Regions from separate parts of the Mus musculus genome. Here region 2 is linked to region 1. Evidence: chromatin contacts called from public promoter capture Hi-C data. All regions are on one chromosome and are shown on one strand. The core of a region is the stretch at or near the end of the contact, and the rest is flanking DNA. Distances in the headings are between cores, read along the strand shown. Region 1 overlaps Vps13d (vacuolar protein sorting 13D). Region 2 holds the start of Tnfrsf1b (tumor necrosis factor receptor superfamily, member 1b).

Region 1 (4,901 bases), core at 1,504-4,003:
AACTCATTTTGCTGATTTCTTCCTGGCTGCAGATTTTAGCTCACTGGCCTGTTTCCAGGGTGTGTACCATGTGGGCAGCAACTCTACGATGCCTGGACTATACAATTTGTCCAGAGTGTTTTTCTGTTCTTCTATCATTCTATTACAAATGAATCTTGTTTCAAAGAACCAGAGATGGTTTGGATCAAATAGAGGTGGGTTAACAAAGAATTTAAGATTTAACACCCAAAGATCTGTAATTTTACTTAGCCCATCCTCCTTTTTGAGACAGGGATGCCAGGCTGACTGTGGAAGGTAGCTGAGGCTGACTTTAAACTTGTGGTCCTCCTGCCTCCATCTCCTGAGTGCAAATGCTACTACTCTTGGTTTATGCAGTGCTAGACATGGAACCTGGGGCACTGTGCATGCTAAGCAAGCATTCTACCAGCTTAGCTACATCTCTCACCCCTTACTTATCCTTTGATAGTATCCCTAAGTCCTCATGGGAAATGGAAAGTAGGACATGTGTTAACACAAATGTTGACCTGCAGCTCTCCAGCTGAGTTTATTGAGTGATTTAAACCCCAGGCACTTCTAGGTTCAGAGGGTTCTCCAGTGAGTGGGACACCCTAGCTATCACTGGCTGACACTCCAGTAGAGTCTATATTATGTTCCGTTTTGCTGAGAAATGACTCTCTAGGTTTGAGTCTGAGGCTCAAAATCCCATCAATAGTGCAGTTTATAGGAAGGTCTCAGCCCTCTCAGCGTTCAGAAATGAAGATCTAAGTTTCTGTTGTTGAAGCCTCTCGGTGCACAGCATGTGTTGGTAGCAGAATAGGCTCAAGGGAAGAAGTGCACAGCACTATTTAGAGATACTCCAGTGATACCATGGCAGGATACACCTAAGAAGATGCCATATCCTATCTCCTAAATTCTAGACTTCGTTTTCTATGTTCTCATTCAAACAAGATATGAAATGGGAATTGAGGCCTCTGGTATTGTCTCAAGCAATGACACTGAAGGCCACCCCCAGGAGCTAATCTTCCCCTGAACGCTTCCACCAGTCAGCAACACCCACAGTGCCAGAATCTTCCCTAGTTCGCTTCACCTCAGAGGATACAAGTTACACTAGGACATTTCTACGCCCCAAATTCAGTCATCTCACACCTGGTCAAGAGAGCACAGGTCACACAGCACCTTACATTCGGAGAATTTCCACAAAATAGCACCAGAGACTACCATGGTTACCATGTCAGCTAAGAATAATCTCACTAACTGAAAATGTGTAAGAGCAACAAAATAATTAAGAAAACTGCATTTCCAGGATATTCGATGGGTAATAATTTGCTTCTTAGTTTCAGTTTGCTAGCATTCTCTAGCAAACAGTAAAGTTAAAAAAAAATATATGGGGCGTGGTGGTGCACGCCTTTAATCCCAGCACTCGGGAGGCAGAGGCAGGCGGATTTCTGAGTTCGATGCCAGCCTGGTCTACAAAGTGAGTTCCAGGACAGCCAGAGCTATATAGAGAAACCCTGTCTCAAAAAACAAAACAAAACAAAACAAAACAAAACAAAACAAAACAAAACAAAATATATATAAGGGACAAAAGTCCCTTAAGACTGAGACTATCTCATGCCCCGGCCTCTCTGAACTGACTACAGAGACTGATACCGCAGAGACAACACAGGGAGGTCTGCTTTGGAGCAGGCTGAGAGCCATTCCCTCTGGTACTGGTCATTTACAATCTGACATTTAGGACAAGTCATTCTTTAGTCTCTTCCAAGGGCTGTATCAGCATGAAGCTCCTGGGTCATAAAGAAATTTCTCAAAGACAGACAAGGCAAAACAGTAGACCAATGGGCTGTTTCTTACAGCCCCCCACTTACAACTCGTCCTGGATGTTGTCCGTTAGCTTGAAGAGCTGTTCCTGTCCTTCTGCTTGGCTCTCAGAATATCGAGGAAGCAGCCCCTGGGGACCAGTGCAGCAACGTGGTTTCCGAACCCTCTGGGCTTGGGTCCTAGAAGGGCAAATGGACAAGAAGAGGTTAAAGTGTCATGGTTAAAAGGATTTTCCTTCCTTGTTTGAAAAGGCATTGCTTAATAGACAGAATCCAGCTGCTGCAGGACTGTGTGGTATATGACATGCCCACTGTGGATTCAGACTGGACTTTACGATCTTTTGGCTCTAAATTATTATGACGTTCAATGTGCTAACTTCCTTAGCTCCCCATTTCACTTTTTGTGTGATAGGATGTCATTACCTATCTGTTGGGCTTCTGCTGGAGAGCATAGATTACCGATCACCATGGCTCTTTAGGATGATTATCACAAGCTTCCCGTGGCCCACACCATTTGGCTAAGGGTCTCTTTGGGTCAGCCCTCTGGGGACATGCCGTGGGTTCAGGAAGAACACAGCAGGGGCCTAGGCTATAGTGTGAACCTACCATGTTACCAGGTTCCTATGGAGTGAGCTCAGTCTCCCTGGTAAAGAGTAAGGAATGCAGCAGCCACGGGAAGGAGCTAGTCCCAGGCCACAGCAGCAGCTCTAACTCATGCCCTTGGCTGTTGGTTGCCTAAAGGAATCTGCTTTGCTATGGCTTTCAGGGTCGGCTGCTGTTGTCTTTTTCCACAAACCATAGACAGGATAATTGATAAATACTTTTTGGTGTTTTCCTAGAAACAGGAGTCCATATTTGTCTTGGAAAGACAGCACATACTTCAGATGACTGATAAGCCTGTACTGGGTCTGTCCTTAGCTGTGCACTTGCTGTACTTTCTATTATTTGTTCCTGGAACCCACTGAAGCAAAACATCCCTCTCTAGACATACCTCAACGAGGGGAGCAGGCAGCCGCACTGAATCAGCACTTTAGAACCGGTGCTAGTGGAGACAGACCGACCGGGAAGAGGTACTCTGTAGGGCAAGTCTGGGTAGGATCCTGGAAGCAGAAGCCTGGAACTTGCCACAGGCTATCTGCAGAGCTAAGATCATTGCAAGTGTTTCTGGACACAGGTCAGGCTGAGTTCGCCAGGCTGTGGGTCCAGAAGGTGCCATGGGGGGAGGTATATACATGTGACAGTTCGTAGGAAGCCAGAGAGTGAGTCTCCTACTCCCAGACAATTTTCAAATATTTAGGTATGAGGGTGCTTAAGTCTTGGTTGTGTTTCCAGGAGTTATATAAAGACACAGTGACTTGCATGAGGGACTAGGTAATGGGTTGGCTTCATTTACAGCACATATTTACATACTCCACTATGCTTAGGCTCAATTCCTCCTTCAAGGTTTAGGCTTACTAATGTGCCGACCCCTGAGTTCTCCCTGAAAGCAGGGATGGTGATGTTGGCAGACACTATGGGTCCACTGTAGAGGAACTTTATAACTGCTCAGCTTTGGATGCTAGCAGGTCACCATATACAAGGTGTCCGCAGGAAGGTGCTGGGTGCACTTTTCCAGATAGCGTGTTTTAGTTTCCTGGCCTGGTGAAACAACTGCTGTCATTTCACTGTCTAGACGGATCAATAACATGTCTTCCCCAAGCATTCCCATAGTTCTTTTGCCTAAGAAACTCTGGAAGTGCCACTGGATAGCAAGTAGAAGACCAGACATCCCTTCTAAAGGGAGATGGTGAGGTCACTTTCCTACCTCCTTTCAACACAAGGTTTGATTATCCTTTCACCCCACTTCCCAACTTGCAGATATTTGTGGGCTTTCCTATAACATATACTTCACACTAACTATAATATCCACCTCTCTACACCTGCTAACAAATTTGGGTTTATCTGCTTTGAGTGAGGGTCTTACTATGTCGTAGCTCATGCGGGGCCTGAACTTATATATAGCTCTAGCTGGCCCTGAACTGGCTGGCCTGCCTTAGCCTCCTGCATGCCAATTCCCCCTACATCAGTGAGAATATCACCTCACTCAGACATGTGTGTATTTATTGCCTCCACACAAACAGCACACACCATGAGAAAAAAACATTTGGCTTCAGCAGCGCCTGGCTGCCTGCAGAGAAGCAACAGAATGGTGAATGGTTTGCGAGAGGGGAACAGTGGAGGCCTACACTGGGCTGCAAAGCAAAGACGAGGTTTTATGATGTTTAAGGGGCATCATCTCATTTTCCTAGGGTACTTCTGTCTAGTCCACTAGGGAAACAAAGGAAAGATGTGAAACTTTGTGGACATGTGTCCTGTTCCTTTCAAGACAGTAGCTTTCCTTAGTGCTTAACAGCGGAGTGAGGGGAAAACTGACTGTGAACACTGCATCTCTCTGAAGAAAATGAAGGTAGTCTGGCAAACCAATGAAAGATGGCAGGCTCCTGCTCCTGAGCTTCTAGAAGTCACACCAACTGAAGGCCAACTTAGAATGGAAGAAATGTGCCCTATGTCACCAAAAAGTTTATTCCTTGACAGTAATTCCTTGACTAGGTGGCCTCCTCTAGAGCCCTTTCTCAAACTTTATTTCCACTCCCAATTTATTTATTATTTTCTAGTCCGCAATCTATGACCCCACAGATACATCCAGAATGAGCAGGTAGAGCAGCTCCGTTGTGGGCTCCACATACCCATGAGTTATGCTTACCCTCTCCCTGATTTTCCACAGAGGGCAAACTACTCCCAATTTTTACGGTCCTCTCTTGGTGGTCTACCAAACACCAAGGGATAGGCTGGATTTGGTACCTAGTGCTAGGGCCTACAAGAGCTCACTGTGATGTTCCAAGTTAATGTTCATGTCAATATGACGTAGACAGGAAAACCCCACAGCCTCTAGCTCAGAGAGAGGACGAGCTCTGTAAACGAGGGGTTCCCCACAGACGGGTGATTTGAGTGTATTCTTTAGAAAGGTGAAAGGCAGATTAAAGGTTCTCTTCCTCATTCTTCTACAATGTTGAGTCAGTAACTAAAGCTAGTTTTTCTTCTTTA
Region 2 (4,901 bases), core at 1,285-3,784, 260 kb after region 1:
CACATCCTCAGTCACAATACAGATGCCCCAGAAGGATGCCAGCCAACGAACACAAGACAGAGATAGGAGGAAAGAAGTAAAGAGCTCTCAGGTTCAGCAGTACTGCAGGTACCTAATCCACTCCAGGGTCAGCCTGGGATGCTACAGACTCTGGCTCGAGCAGCAAACAGCAGTCCTCAGTCCTGAGAGTCCCAGGGACAGGGAGGCCATACATATCAGGTTAAGTAAGACCAGAACAAGTGCTCACCTACCCTGTTTCACACCTATTTATCTGCCAAATAAATGAAAGACTGAATAGAAGGGTAAAGTAAGTTTGCTGCCCCTGGAACCTACTCAAATATCCTCAGGGCTCTCTCTGCTGCCCAGACCCACTACACACAATATCTCTGAGTCCCACAATAGGGATAGAAGTGGGAATACAGGTAAGAGAATGTCTGGAGAAAGAATGTTGGGAGTCAGGCTAGCAACTTGCCTTCAAATCTCACCCCATCACCTCCCAGTTCTGTGGTCCTGGCATACGCCACAGCTTGTCACCCATCCCCACACCTTTCAGTGGAACAACGGTACCCACCTTGTAGAAACAGCTGGAAGGGAAGTTTCAGTGCTAATCTGTGACAAAGTGCCCAACACAGTATCTGGCACTTGAGTGTCCCAAACCAGGAGCTTCTTTGGAATCAATCAAGAGAAGGCTTGCACAGTTCTGTGTTAAGGGTCCCTTCTACCCTTGAGGGACAGAGAATAAAAAGTAGCATGGAATCTGTGCTCTATAGAGCAGGTCATGTCTAGGTGGGGGGATGTGTACAGGCCTTTCTGGTGACCTGGCATTTACAAAAGACTCAGAAGTGTTGAGAGATCTGTAATATGGACAATGTGTGTGCAGGGGTCATACACGCACAGTGGTAGACACCTAGTCATCAGCTTCACAGAGCATAGGTTCATGTGAGCAGGCAACACAGATATGTCCATCTGGCCTGGAATACCTTGAAGGTAAGGAAGGGTTCTGCCTCCACCACTAGGAGCTACAAAGGCTTCCCAGATAGAGGTGTCTGGGCTTGAGCAAGGTCTCTCTGTCAAAGGAGGATTTGTGGGAGTTAGAACACAGGCAGACTAGCTAAGAGTCCACGCAACAGTAGTAGAAGGTCTAAGCTGACCTGGGACTGGTCAGGTATGGAAGGAAGTCTGAGGGAAACACCTTCAGCCAAACCACTGTGGATCCCACAAAGCCTTGCGTGTCCCATCCGGTACAGAAGCTCCTGTGCTCTGTCTGTCCCCAGGGACAGACCCCAGCTCAGTGCCCAAAGACCTATCCTTCCTTGGAGCTCAGAGCACAATCCCCACTCAGGCTCCTGACCACAACCATGCACATTCACACTCCGCCCTCAGAACTGGGACTGTCCTGACCCAGAGTCCATCCTTGACACCTCCCTGAGGACCTACACCCACCAAGGATGAGTCCATTCCTTTGCATCCCAGGACCATTGAATATCACCTCCGGACGCAACAGAAGCCACCTTCCACTCTACTCCCCTGCAGTCAGGTAAGCACACCCTGTCCATCAAGGTGGGCTCAGGAGGCAGAGAGCATACATGGAACCAAGCAAAGGCATGTCAGTGCAGCAAGCTCCCTTTAAATCCTTCAAAAAAGGTAATTTCTCTGAGCCTCCTCATTTTTCCGTACCTGTAATCTGCCTTTTTTTACCCTGTCTTCGATCAATGGAGGCAGGAAGGGGGGGGGAGGGGGGCAATGTGAATACCGGATACTGGGATCTTTAATCGGTCCATTTTCCCGAGGTTCCTTGGGGTAGCTGCCCTCTCTGCCACTACACTGAGAACATTCTGAAACGTCCCCTGAACACAGCAAGGCGGATCCATGGAAGCAATCTAGTGACAGAGAAGTGACTCACTCCCCATCGGTCTCTTATACTAGGCGCTTACTTAGACTCCTGGCCCCGCCAACATCTAGTAATCCCAGGGTTTCTAAGAAAGAGACAGACCATGGCGCAGAGAAGGAAGTCTTCAGACGACACAACCCGCTCAAGCAATGGGGCAGTGGCCCTGGTCCTTCCCGCCTCGAGACCGCGGGACAGAAGGGATTTCGCAAGGATGAACAGTGTTCCTGAGCCCTGCTGGGTGTTATTCGAGCCCTGATCAAGCTCGCGGAGAAAGCCACTGGGTATTTCTGGAACATAAGGCTGTCGGGAACCGAGTACCACCCCAGGATCCCAACGGGCCAGACCTCGGGTCCCCAGTGGGTCCCCAGAGGCGCGTGGCGCGTGTCTGCTGGGGACGTGATGGCCTCTCATGCTGTCCCGGAATTGTGCAGTAGCAGTAGCTGGAATGGGCACTTTGTGATGCGCAGCTGTCCCCCGTGACCCCAAGAGTCACCCACCTGGGCGGGCACTGTGTGCCCGGTGGCCCACAGCTGCAGTTCGAAGACCAGCGCGACCCAGAGGGCGGCGGGCGCCATAGGGGCAGCGGTGGCTCCCGCCCTTGTGCCTGGAGCTCTAGTGCCTCAGCTGCGCTCTAGCTGGTGACTGAAAGCGAAACCCTCAGGCCAGGAGCTAGGGCAGACCAGGGGGTGGGGGGAGGGCGGGAATGGGCGGGGCCGCGCCCTGAGGACACGCCTCTTTACACAGAGTCCTCGCCCCTCGCAGGACACCTCCACCTGTGATTCCCTGGCATCTCTGGGCCTCTTTCTCCAGCATCTCTTCCGGGAATGAATGCGCTTCTATCACTCCTTCCTCTTCGAGACACCCTTCCAGTGGTGGGGAAGAGACTGGCGCAGGTGTCCACTATATTCGTGACTGGGTGCCCTGATTGGGCCTCCCCCAGCTAATTTGTCACCATCAGCCCGTCCCAGATCTCATGGACTTCCTACTCTTCGTGGTAGGACATGGGGGGAAAGCAGTCCCAAAGTTGGCACCGCTCAGGAGAACCAAAGCCTTCTAGATAATTCACTCATTTAGACTCTAGAGCCAGGCTAACTCCACATGAATGTTTGCATCTTCTCATGGAGCTTATTAATATGAGCTATATAATATGGCTCCTATAATGTGCAGCATATGTCTGCTTACTCGGAGTGTACAGGCATAGTATAAGCAGCATTGCATAGGTATAGCTCTTTTTAATATGTTTCATTTTTTCCTTAAACATACTTGGAACCCTAAGTAAGAGCAGTCCTCTTTTTCTGAGTTCTCTTGGCTGATAGGTAAACAGAAATCGAGGAAGAAAACCATCCAGAAAGTCTTGCTTCCTAGAACTGACCTCATCAGCAAGCTCCCAAGGACAGTGCATATCCCTACAGCCCTGAATATGGAGTATTTGGAGAGGTAGGGTGGGTAGGGAGGCAGGCAACTATTCTGTCCCTCCTCATGGACACATACACTCTTACTGTAGGCTGATTGAGATACTGAGAGACCCGCAGCCACTGGCCCTTGTGAGGGCCACCTCAAGGACGGTACTTTTAGGTGCTGGGGGAGAAACTGGGAAGTGACCCTTGGGAGGATGGAAAATCCCACCTGCTGGTCAGGAGCCTGGGAAATCACCTGGTTCTCACATGTTTCTGAGACATAGGTCTCAGCTCAAAACCTCAACCCTGAAGAGGGGTAGCCACTGAGCAGGCAGGGAGGGTTCTGGTCTTTAAGCCTCCTGTGGAAGACATGTGGAGGAGGTGCTCTGGTCTATCTGAGAAAGCTGAAAGCCAGTGTCACCTGTCAGAAGCAAGATTCAGTGGTCTGCCCTGGATTCTGCCCAGTGGGTCCAATTTACTCATTCTCTCCAGGCAGGTAACAATGCCACCAAGAATCACATGTGGGAGACCATAGGCTGGTTCCTAACTTAGTCTGTATTCTGCGGTTCAGCATCACACATGTCATACACTTTGAAGAGAACGGGGTGACTTCGTTTCATGGTTCTCATCCAACGTTAATGGAACATAGCTGACGATAGCCTTGGTGGCAAAAACTACATAGTAAGAGATACGGATGGTGTGTGTGTGTGTGTGTGTGTGTGTGTGTGTGTGTGTGTGTGTGTGTGTTTGTGTGTGTGTTTGTGTTTCTCTTTTTCTTCTTATAAAGCCGCCAATAGCAATCACAGCAGCTCTACCCTGATGATTTTTTAAAATGCTACTTACGATATAGCATCAGCTGTTATTCTGTGAAAATAGTACAGCCTGACAGCCCACCTCCACCCCCCAACCCCCCCCCCCGCCCAATCCCTGACAGCTAACTTAGCACCTGTGCAGGTGCCTTGCAAATCTTCACCAGGGATCACTTGCTATTCACACTGATAACACTTAGTAGTTGTGAAACCAGCAGTTACTGGAAGACTACTCAGGGTCAGCAACATATGTCTGCTGGTACATGTGGTCTTGCAGGAGCAGGGGTGGGGGGAGATGAAGTTTTATAGGACCTTTCACAGCTAGGAGGGAGTAGTGTTGTTTCAAACCCAGTTTAGTTACCTTCAAAGTCAAGGAGCTCCTACACAGCCCAGTCACTGTTCACTCTGTCACATTATATACTCCTCTAGGACACAGGTACACCATCCTGTTCTGGCTATTCCCTTGGTGCCTAGGGAACACACAATAAGGACAGCTCAATAAAATGGAAGTGAGTGAGGACTTCTGCTAAGTATACACAAGAGACAATAAAGAGATGAATATTAACCAGACGTGGTGGTGCATGCCTTTAATTCCAGCACTAGGGAGGAAGATCTCAGAGAGTTCAAGGCCAGCTTGATGTATATAGTGAATATATATAGCGAATATCAGGACAGCCAGGGCTATATAGAGAAACCTTGTCTCAAAACACCAAGTGGGGAACATTAACGAATGGCTAGGTATATATCAGGGTTGGAATCCAGTCTAATCCAGTCAGTGCTTGGCTCTATCAACCCCACCATTCA

The links. Promoter capture Hi-C pulls out the DNA fragments that hold promoters and counts their contacts.
Region 2: a contact with region 1 is called in a promoter capture Hi-C map of pre-B cells. The contact joins the promoter of Tnfrsf1b here to the enhancer-like site in region 1. A contact is called at or near these places in 4 of 39 promoter capture datasets (the C10 cell line, the HPC-7 cell line, liver and 1 more), 1 of 484 Hi-C or Micro-C datasets (B cells), 4 of 115 datasets of contacts at active chromatin or transcription factors (bone marrow-derived dendritic cells, bone marrow-derived macrophages, embryonic stem cells and 1 more) and 1 of 9 other capture datasets (adipose tissue).

The regions. Positions count from the first base shown.
Region 1 is chr4:144,981,453-144,986,353 of GRCm38.p6, forward strand. It overlaps Vps13d (vacuolar protein sorting 13D), which reads right to left. Exons shown (of 70, transcript NM_001276465.1): 68 at 1,866-1,997. Among named protein-coding and RNA genes, the nearest start is that of Gm36317, 21 kb to the left of the region's middle. Within about 2 kb of position 2,754, at least 44 of the 459 cell types and tissues checked have an H3K27ac peak or open chromatin away from gene starts, as enhancers often do. A contact at or near this core is called in adipose tissue, where this site is marked.
Region 2 is chr4:145,244,336-145,249,236 of GRCm38.p6, forward strand. Tnfrsf1b (tumor necrosis factor receptor superfamily, member 1b) reads right to left here and starts at 2,535. Exons shown (of 10, transcript NM_011610.3): 1 at 2,389-2,535. The coding sequence starts at 2,466. It overlaps Gm36233 (a long non-coding RNA gene), which reads right to left. Exons shown (of 3, transcript XR_001784499.2): 3 at 4,463-4,567.